Linked DNA regions of Mus musculus: region 2 is linked to region 1. A link is a contact called in public HiChIP or PLAC-seq data. All regions are on one chromosome and are shown on one strand. The core of a region is the stretch at or near the end of the contact, and the rest is flanking DNA. Distances in the headings are between cores, read along the strand shown.

The links. HiChIP or PLAC-seq counts read pairs in DNA pulled down with a chosen protein or histone mark.
Region 2: a BATF HiChIP or PLAC-seq map of CD8 T cells shows a contact between it and region 1, with 10 read pairs. The contact joins the enhancer-like site here to the promoter of Gimap1 in region 1. A contact is called at or near these places in 3 of 484 Hi-C or Micro-C datasets (the HL-1 cell line, Sertoli cells and uterus), 6 of 115 datasets of contacts at active chromatin or transcription factors (CD8 T cells, DN3 thymocytes, effector CD8 T cells and 2 more) and 2 of 9 other capture datasets (adipose tissue and pancreatic islet).

Annotation. Positions count from the first base shown.
Region 1 is chr6:48,737,012-48,741,710 of GRCm38.p6, reverse strand. It overlaps Gimap1 (GTPase, IMAP family member 1), which reads right to left and starts at 2,664. Exons shown (of 3, transcript NM_008376.3): 1 at 2,555-2,664; 2 at 294-391. The coding sequence starts at 336.
Region 2 is chr6:48,799,652-48,804,172 of GRCm38.p6, reverse strand. No RefSeq gene overlaps it. Among named protein-coding and RNA genes, the nearest start is that of Gm30781, 3.1 kb to the right of the region's middle. Within about 2 kb of position 2,067, at least 56 of the 459 cell types and tissues checked have an H3K27ac peak or open chromatin away from gene starts, as enhancers often do. A contact at or near this core is called in CD8 T cells, effector CD8 T cells and uterus, where this site is marked.

The DNA.
Region 1 (4,699 bases), core at 1,415-3,914:
AGTGAAGCTCACTCTAGGACTGGATTTCCCATCCCGTGTCATTTTTGTGGAAACCAGAGTAGGTTTATCCCTTCATGCTGTGGGAACCAGTGACAGGCTGGTCAAAGCTCTGAGCTCCCAGGTGGGCCCAGTATGTGTGGGTGGGTGTGGTGGTGGTTCGAAGGGAGTGCAGGGGAGGGGCTGCTGTTTCATCCCAGCAGCTTGCAGACCTGAGGAAGCTCCACCCCTTTCTTCCCTTTCTTACTCTGAGCTCACACAGAAGCCAGGTTGCATTTCCCCAGAAAGGCTCTTACCATAGGCGTCTTCCTCATCTCTTGCCATCTTCCTTCCTCCCATGCTTCTTAGAAGGCTCTCGGTTTTGGTTTTCTCATTTGTGTGCTCATTCCTGCAGCTGAGCAAAACCCAACCACAGAGTCAGGCAAATTCTAAAGAATACAAAGCAAGGCTTTTGTCTGCAAGGAGCCGAGCATTTAGGCGTGCGCTTCCGTTTACAGGCACTTCGGGGGCACCTTTTGTCCACCATAGTAAGTTCTTCTATTCCTTCTTAGAGATAGCATCTGGATTTTGAAGAATAACATCTAGGGGGACCAGAAAGATGGTTGCAATGCTAGCTTGACAACCTGAGCTTTCTCTCCTGACCTCAGGAAAGGTGGAGTGAACCAACGCCACAAAGTTGTCTTATGAGTCTCCAAGCCCTTTGCTCTAAACTTTCCCCTTCTACTACCTATGTTCTGGTTGTAACATTATCTGGTACAGCCAAGCACTTCCGGGTCACTTAAGCCTAATTCCAGGAGTCCCTAAGCGCAAAGCAGTGCCCCCCCCTCCCCCCCCAGTCTGCTACTCCAACCTCTTATTCAGCTAACAGGTCTCAGCCAGTGACTGCCCAGAAATCAGATTCAACCTCTCCCTGGCCTTTCTCTGGTGATAGCTTTGGTTCCACATTCCTGTCTGAGTGCTTATCTGCATCTCTCCACCATTTCATGCTCCATCTCTTTGTCTCCACTATGGGTGACATGTTCCCTCCCTCTCTTCCTCCTGTGGGCACAACACCAGAGAAGGGTAATGTTAACTCAATAGCCTATCTCCCACAGAAGGGCTTTGCAAACCAGATGGGCTAATACCCCTTCCATCTCCCAAAGCCTTTAGTCAAACACTCTGTGGGATTCCATGTCTCTGTCCTGTGTGCAGAAATCAGCAAATGCCCACAAATGACACAGATCAGAACTGAAGAAACAGCCGTAAGAGCGGGGGCAATGAGCAAGGTAAGAGCGAGAGCAATGAGCAAGGCTTCTGCAGGAGCTGGAGGAGCTCTTCCTGGGGGAAAATGAGGAGGAGGCACAGGGACTCCATGGAAGCCCAGGGCAGGACGCTGGGGCTTCCAGAGTTCAGAGTGGAGGCTGGGCTTCCTTTGATAGTTTCTAAGAGAAAGGCAAACACCGAGTGAAATCTCGGGCGATAAATGTTTCTATTATCTGGGAACATAAAGCACATGCAGTTCTATATGCTCAAGAGAGCCCGGGATAGTCCAGGTCCTTGCCTACAAGCTTGATGGGGTTTTGGTTTTTGTTTTTTGGGGCTTTTTTGTTTGTTTGTTTGGTTGGTTTGGTTTGGTTTTTGTTTGGTTGGTTGGTTGGTTTTGGTTTTTGGTTTTTTTGTTTGTTTGTTTTGTTTTTTTGAAGTATTTAGGTGTTCCCCTCAACATCACACTTCTTGGATCTATCCTCAGTTGTTCTGATACAACAAGTAGTATCTTTCTCACAAGCTTAATCTGCATCCAGAATTTGAAGAACATTATTTCTTAAACCCTTCCTTGTAGACGCGGAGAAACAGAGGTATCCCTGCAGTTGGAGTGGGACAAACTCCAGGAAGACAAGTGAGGACTAATTCCATTCCTCTCAAGTTTGCTAGAGCCCCTCCGACTGGCAAGGAGAAGAAGAGACTTCTGAGAGACAGACGTGGCCCATGAGGAGTAGCCATGAAAGCATGGTTTATAAGGACACAGAAGGATCGTTTGCCTTTGCTGAATGTGCTTTTTTTTTCTATAGAAAGAAACATTTAATGAAATTTCTTTCAAAATTCATCACTTTACTCTTTAACTTGTTTTTTGGCCAAAGTACACAGTCCTGGAAGGTACTAGGTAAAGACATGTTTTTTCAAGACCTTTTAAGTTTCTTTGATACACCAGACATCACCAGCTAAAGATACCATGCAAATCAGAAAACTCTATTTTTTTTTTTTTTTTTTTTTTGAGGAATGGACTGTGCTTTGCTCCTGGGAGGAGATCTAGAGTACATTTCCCTTACTGTACGAAAAGAGTGAGGGAAGAGATAAGCTTTGTTCATCAAAGATGTGTGAACTCCTAAGACTTCCTCCAAACTTGTCGATTCGAAGCCCAGGCCATCCTAACGCATCCGGAAGCCCCCCTTGCCTGTGATGCACGCTCGCTCGGAGTGCTCCTGCATAGTGCTTTGTACAATGCAGGTGTATAGGTACCAGACACTTTGGTCTCACAGCCCAGCTTCCTCTCCACCCCAGCTCACAGCCTCAGGCTCACCTTTCTTGCTGACAGTCCCTGAAGTGACCCAGAGAAGCCCCGGCCTCGCCTTCCCTTCGCTTGTGAGTGCAGAAGTCTCTCCTTGCCCAGGGCTGAGCATAGAGGAAGTCGCTAGGCTGCCTGGGTCTTAGAGATCAGGAAACTGAGAGAAAGGCCGGATGATGATGGCTTAAAGAGACAGAAACATTTTCCATGTAGTTGTGGTCTTAGCATTCCTCTATGAAATCACGCACTCTATCTTCTCTGTGACTAAAGGCTGTTTGTCCAGAAGGGTTAGTAGAATCAAACATGTCAACAGAGCCTTCCTTGGCTGACTCTATTCTAGAATTGGCTACAGGTAATCTTCCGTGTGTGTGTGTGTGTGTGTGTGTGTGTTTTGTGGTGGTGGTGGTAGTGGTGGTGGTTGTTGTTGTTTGTTTGTTGTTTTATTTTTATTATTTTTGTTTCCATTTTTCTCTTTAAGGATTTCTCTTACTACAAAATAGCCTCCAATTGAGATTGGAGGATGACAAATTGAAGCCCATTCTAGGCTACTAATCTTTTTAAGACCCCCACTTCAAAACAAAACAAACACCAAAGGCTCAGGGTTTAGCTTATTGATAGAGCATTTGCCTAGAATCATTTGCCTAGCATATACAAAGTCCTAGGGTCTATCCAGTACCAAAGAAAACAAAAAAGAAAAATTTACAAAGAATAGAATATCTAATATCACTAAGACTGATATTGGCTATTAGTGATTAATCTTTAAATTAGTGCATGCATATTTTGTTCATTCCTATTTTACTAAATAAAGGCTTTGATTGGAAATGTGAGTTACTTTAAAAATGTCTTTTAATGGTTGAAGTAATTGCATGATTTTTCTTTTGATCTATTAATATTGTAAACTATGTTTCTATGTAAGTATATTTATGTAAGTGTTTGTATACTTGCACGCACATGTGTATGTGTGTCTGTGTAAAAGGGTTGGGTTCCAAGGCATATGGACTATTGAGGTGGAGATATCTGGTGCTGAAAGAAGCTATGAGGGAGTAGCCTTGGGATTTACACCTGAGAGAGGAAGGAAAGAAGACGGTATTGGATAAGGATAAGATTGAGTCAGTCACAACAAATGCTGACTCCACAGGGAATTCTACAGTTTGCGTAGACCTTGAGATGGAAGGTGACGAGACTGCATTTCACAGTTCTATCAGCCAGTTATTGGATGTAAACTTCCACTGGAGAAAACACTTAACCTAGAGGCATCGCTCTTCAGCAGATGCCAACCTCCGGGCAAGGGTGATAGTCAGACAGTGGGTACTGCCAGTTGGCTGCACTCCTGGTCAGCTGGAGGGAGAGGCTGTGCTGCTGCTGCATGTTGGCATGCTGATAGAATCTCTCTTGCTTCATTATCTGAGCCATTTGAAGAGATGTGTCAATATGGTTTTACATATGTCCCCCCAAAGCAGGCATGTCCAACTCTAGGGAGATGGAGGCAGGAGGATCGTAAGTTTAAGGCTCTGTTTCAAAATAACTGAAAGTGGGCCTGAGGATACAACATGTGGGAAGCCCTAGGTTCAATCCTCACTAGAGAGGGTGGGAATCTCCTCAAGAAAGCTTCTTCTTAGCCTACCCTCTCCACTCTTGCCTTTGCAACACCAACCTTAGAAGGAACATCTCCCCACTGCCCTACTTACCACCACACGTGTGACCATAGAAGTCACCAGATACAGGACCAAAGTGAGGAAGAAGGAACAGGCTCCAGCTAACATGAACGAGCAGGGCTTACTGCAAATATCTGGATGCACAATAATTCATTTTACTCTTGCAGTTTGAAGAAATTGTGGGAAATGCTTCAGACCACAGACATATTAAGAAATCGTTGACAACTCTTTGTGGTTTCTTGCATAGCCCTTGTTTGCAAAGTGCTTCTGCTTAATCAAAGATTCTGTGATGACAGCAATGTTCCCAGGGCTCCCAAGGCTATGAACTTTTGCATTGTGGTTGGAGTGATGGGGAGACTAAGCTGTATATTTAAGTTCATATGATTGAATATTGCATCCATGTGGCCTGTAGCTATCATACCTGTAGTCATGGTATTTATTTTCTTCTCCTCTTTATTTTTCAGTACTGAGGATGGAGCCCTGTTCCTAGCACATGGGTGTACTG
Region 2 (4,521 bases), core at 818-3,317, 63 kb before region 1:
AAAGAAGCAAACAGAGCAAGGAAAAATACAAACTGAACAGTTTGTAGAGAAAAGGAGCACCAGAAAATGTATACAAAGAAAACCATGATGCTAATTAGAGTAAAGGGAGTGATGACCTCAGAGCAAGACCCCACACAACCAAGCTTCCAATTTATGAAAAGGAATGAAAGAAAAGTGAAAAAGAATTAAAGAAAAGTTTAGATCTGGGTGTAGTGATGAACAGCTTTAATCCTAGAATTCTGGAGGCAGATATCTGTGTTTGAGAGCAGCCTAGTTGCTCTCAACAGATGGAGTTACAGGATTGCCAAGCTTAGACAGTGAAGAAAACCATCAAAGCCAGAAAGCTGGTGAAAATTTATTTGAACAAGGGGTCCATGTTCCAGTGCCTGGGTAACTGCTGCCTGTCTAGCCAGCCATTTTATGCTGTTACTGATGTTACAAGGAAACTTTCTCATGTGTTGTCACTACTGTTACTAGGAAACTTGCTGATGCCTGAGTTGAATGCATATTCTGTTATGTTCTATGCTTTGAGGTTCTTGGAAATCAAACACAATAGAGGTCAGTCAGAACTGCTTTGAATAGTTAGCCACAAGAAACTTGGACCTGAACCAACTGTTCAGCAGCATTTCCTGCACTTGTGTATGAAAGGCTGACTCTGGGATGTACCCCAACATAAGAGAGACACCTGTACAACTATAAGAAGTCATTTGGAATAAGTCTTCCACTTTGAGTAGGGATCAAGTAAAGTTTTAAGTTCCCAAAACCTCCCTGGGAATTGACACCGTACTTGACAGAAAGACACACATTTATGGGTAACTGAAATCCTTTTGGCAAGTTAAGACATGAATGTTAGGCAAGGCAAGTCCCCTGCCACAGTAGAATACTCCCAACAAATGGGAACAGGATAATTGTACAACAAAGACATGTTTGTAAGGAAGTGTCCCATCCCTAAATCCTGATTGATGGAATAACTTGGCACAGATGTTTGTGGATTTCAGGCTTAAAAGATCTATAGGATTCTAACTCAGTGTAACAGCCTCCCCTGTGGCCCCAAAAATCAATCAGTCCTGGGGAAAATTCCCAATAAACTATCCATGTATGAGATTAGTGTTGGTGTGGTTTTGGGGGTGAATCCCAAACCCCAATACCAGAAAGCAGCAGAATTTACATCTTGGGCCACATTCTGGTTTTAGAGCAGTGGTCCTCAACCTTTCTAATGCTACACCCCTTTAGTTTGGTCCCTCATGTTGTGACGATCCCATCCACAAAATTATTTCGTTGCTACTTCATAACTGAAATTTTGCTACTGTTATGAATTATAACATAAATCTTTGTTTTCTGATGGTCTTAGGTGACTCCTGTGAAAGAGTTGTTCCACCTCCAAGGGGGTCGTGATCCACCACTTGAGAACCACTGTTTTAGAATTAGGATATAAGAGAGGAATTATAGAATCTCCCTCTGTGACTAAGGTGAGCCACTGAGTCCAGGTGTATAGCAGGGGTATCCCTGCATGGAGGTCCATAGAAGCCATTAAGTGAAGCTCTGAAGATGAAGCCTAGATTGCCATGGAGACCTCAACATGTTGACAGTGCCATAGTTATGGGATACTTGCCAAGGAAAACTTCTAATAGGTAATGGAACCAGCCCAAGTGACAGAAGTATGTTACAGTCAACAAAGATGAGAAGTGTTGGAGATTTAAAGACACTGGGACATTAGGCATGGAAATGCAGAGTTTGGAGTAGCCAGCCCACCATTTCTGTTGGAAGTATGAGATCTGCTTTTTTTTTATTTGATTTTTATAGGGAATTACAGTTAAGAGATTGTCATGAGTCTCAGAAGAGACTTTGAATTTTGGATTTTAATCAACATTGAGAATGATAGATATGGGGACTTTTGAGGTTGGATTTAATGCTTTCTGCATTATGATATGGCTACAAGCCTATGGTGTCAGGGAGTAGAATGTGGTAATTTGAATGAAAATGGCCCCCAGAGGCTCACAGGAAATGTCACTATTGGGAGGTGTGAATTTGTTGGAGTAGGTGTGGCTTTGTTGGAGGAAATGTGTCACTTGCAGTGGGTTTGTGGTTTCAGAGGCCCAGTGTCTCTAAATCTTTCTGCTGCCTGTGGATCTGACTGTAGAACTCTCAGCTACTTTCCAGTGCCATGTTTGTCTGTGAGCAGCCATGCTTCCAGCCGTAATGATAAAGGACTAAACCTCTGAACTCTAAGCCAGTCCCAATTAAATGTTTCTCTTTATAAGAGTTGCCTTGGTCATGGTGTCTTTTTTTTTTAATTGGATATTTTCTCTTTTTTTTTCTTATTAGATATTTTCTTTATCTACATTTCAAATGTTATCTCCTTTCCTAGTTTTCCCTCTGAAAATCCCCTGTCCCTTCCCCCCTTCCTTTGCTCCCCAACCCACCCAATCCTGCTTCCTGGCCCAAGGATTCCCCTATACTGGGGCACAGAACCTTCACAGAGGCCATGGTGTCTCTTCACAGAAAAACAAAACAAAACAAACACACAAAATAGTGAAACAAAAAAGCCAAAAACCCTAAGACAGTCTTTAACAATGAAAAATTTAAAGCAATAGCTAAAGTACTAAAATTATAAGCAGGTAGTATCTCAATTTAGTATCAGCTTATCTAGGAAAATGAAGGAGCTTCAACTTAAAAGAAGTTGGAGACAAAGGTGAAAACTATTTTATGCCCTTTAACCCAAGTCAGTATTTCAGAATAAAGTTGTGAAATTATATAACTAAGTATATGTTTCAATAGTGTATCATAGACTAAGAAATTGCCCAGAAAAAAGGGGTGGAGGAGAAAGAAAGACAGAGAGAGACAGAGACAGAGAGATTTTCTTGGTTCTGCAGGTAGGAAGATAAAGAGCAAGGTGCCAGCATCTGGAATCTGGTTTCCCACATACCTTGCTGCTGTCCTCTCACATGTCCAGTTGTAGAACAAATGGCAGAATGGGGCAATTCATGTGGGCAGCCCTTACAGTGATAGTATCAGTCCTCCATGAGGCTGAGAACTTGAACATCCCTCCGGTGTTCACCTCTCAGTGCTACCGCCCTGGTGATAAAATGACTAGCTCCGGCTTAATTGTGCATACATGGAGGCCAAGGATCACACACTGAAACACACATGTGGATCTATAAGATACATGAACATGAAGAACATGAAGGTTTGCTGCTTGGCTTCTTGGCTCTTGTGTTTTCAGTGGCCGTTGTTCCTGAAAGGGACTGAAGCATGCTGACCATCACCCCCAAGCCCCATGGTGACTGTGGCTTAAGAGAATGAGAGGTCTGGGGCTCTTTCCTTGGAGAGCCTCTGATGTGGTTATTTCTTCAGTGTTCTTTCCCTGGAACTCACCAAGTGCCTGCAATGATCCTCCTCAAAAACCAAGGGCCATGGGCATGTCAGGCAAGCACTAGCTACTAACCCACAACCCAACTCAAGTTAAAAGATTAATGGTGGGGACTAATATCCAACATATATAAAGAACTCAAGAAGGTGGACTTCAGAAAATCAAATAACCCCATTAAAAAATGGGGCTCAGAACTGAACAAAGAATTCTCACCTGAGGAATACCGAATGGCAGAGAAGCACTTGAAAAAATGTTCAACATCCTTAATCATCAGGGAAATGCAAATCAAAACAACCCTGAGATTCCACCTCACACCAGTCAGAATGGCTAAGATCAAAAATTCAGGTGACAGCAGATGCTGGCGAGGATGTGGAGAAAGAGGAACACTCCTCCATTGTTGGTGGGAGTGCAGGCTTGTACAACCACTCTGGAAATCAGTCTGGCGGTTCCTCAGAAAACTGGACATAGTACTACCGGAGGATCCAGCAATACCTCTCCTGGGCATATATCCAGAAGATGCCCCAACAGGTAAGAAGGACACATGCTCCACTATGTTCATAGCAGCCTTATTTATAATAGCCAGAAGCTGGAAAGAACCTAGATGCCCCTCAACAGAGGAATGGATACAGAAAATGTGGTACATCTACACAATGGAGTACTACTCAGCTATTAAAAAGAATGAATTTATGAAATTCCTAGCCAAATGGATGGACCTGGAGGGCATCATCCTGAGTGAGGTAACACATTCACAAAGAAACTCACACAATATGTATTCACTGATAAGTGGATATTAGCCCCAAACCTAGGATACCCAAGATATAAGATATAATTTGCTAAACACATGAAACTCAAGGAGAATGAAGACTGAAGTGTGGACACTATCCCCCTCCTTAGATTTGGGAACAAAACACCCATGGAAGGAGTTACAGAGACGGAGTTTGGAGCTGAGATGAAAGGATGGACCATGTAGAGACTGCCATAGCCAGGGATCCACCCCATAATCAGCATCCAAACGCTGACACCATTGCATACACTAGCAAGATTTTATTGAAAGGACGCAGATGTAGCTGTCTCTTGTGAGACTATGCCGGGGCCCAGCAAACACAGAAGTGGATGCTCACAGTCAGCTAATGGATGGATCATAGGGCTCC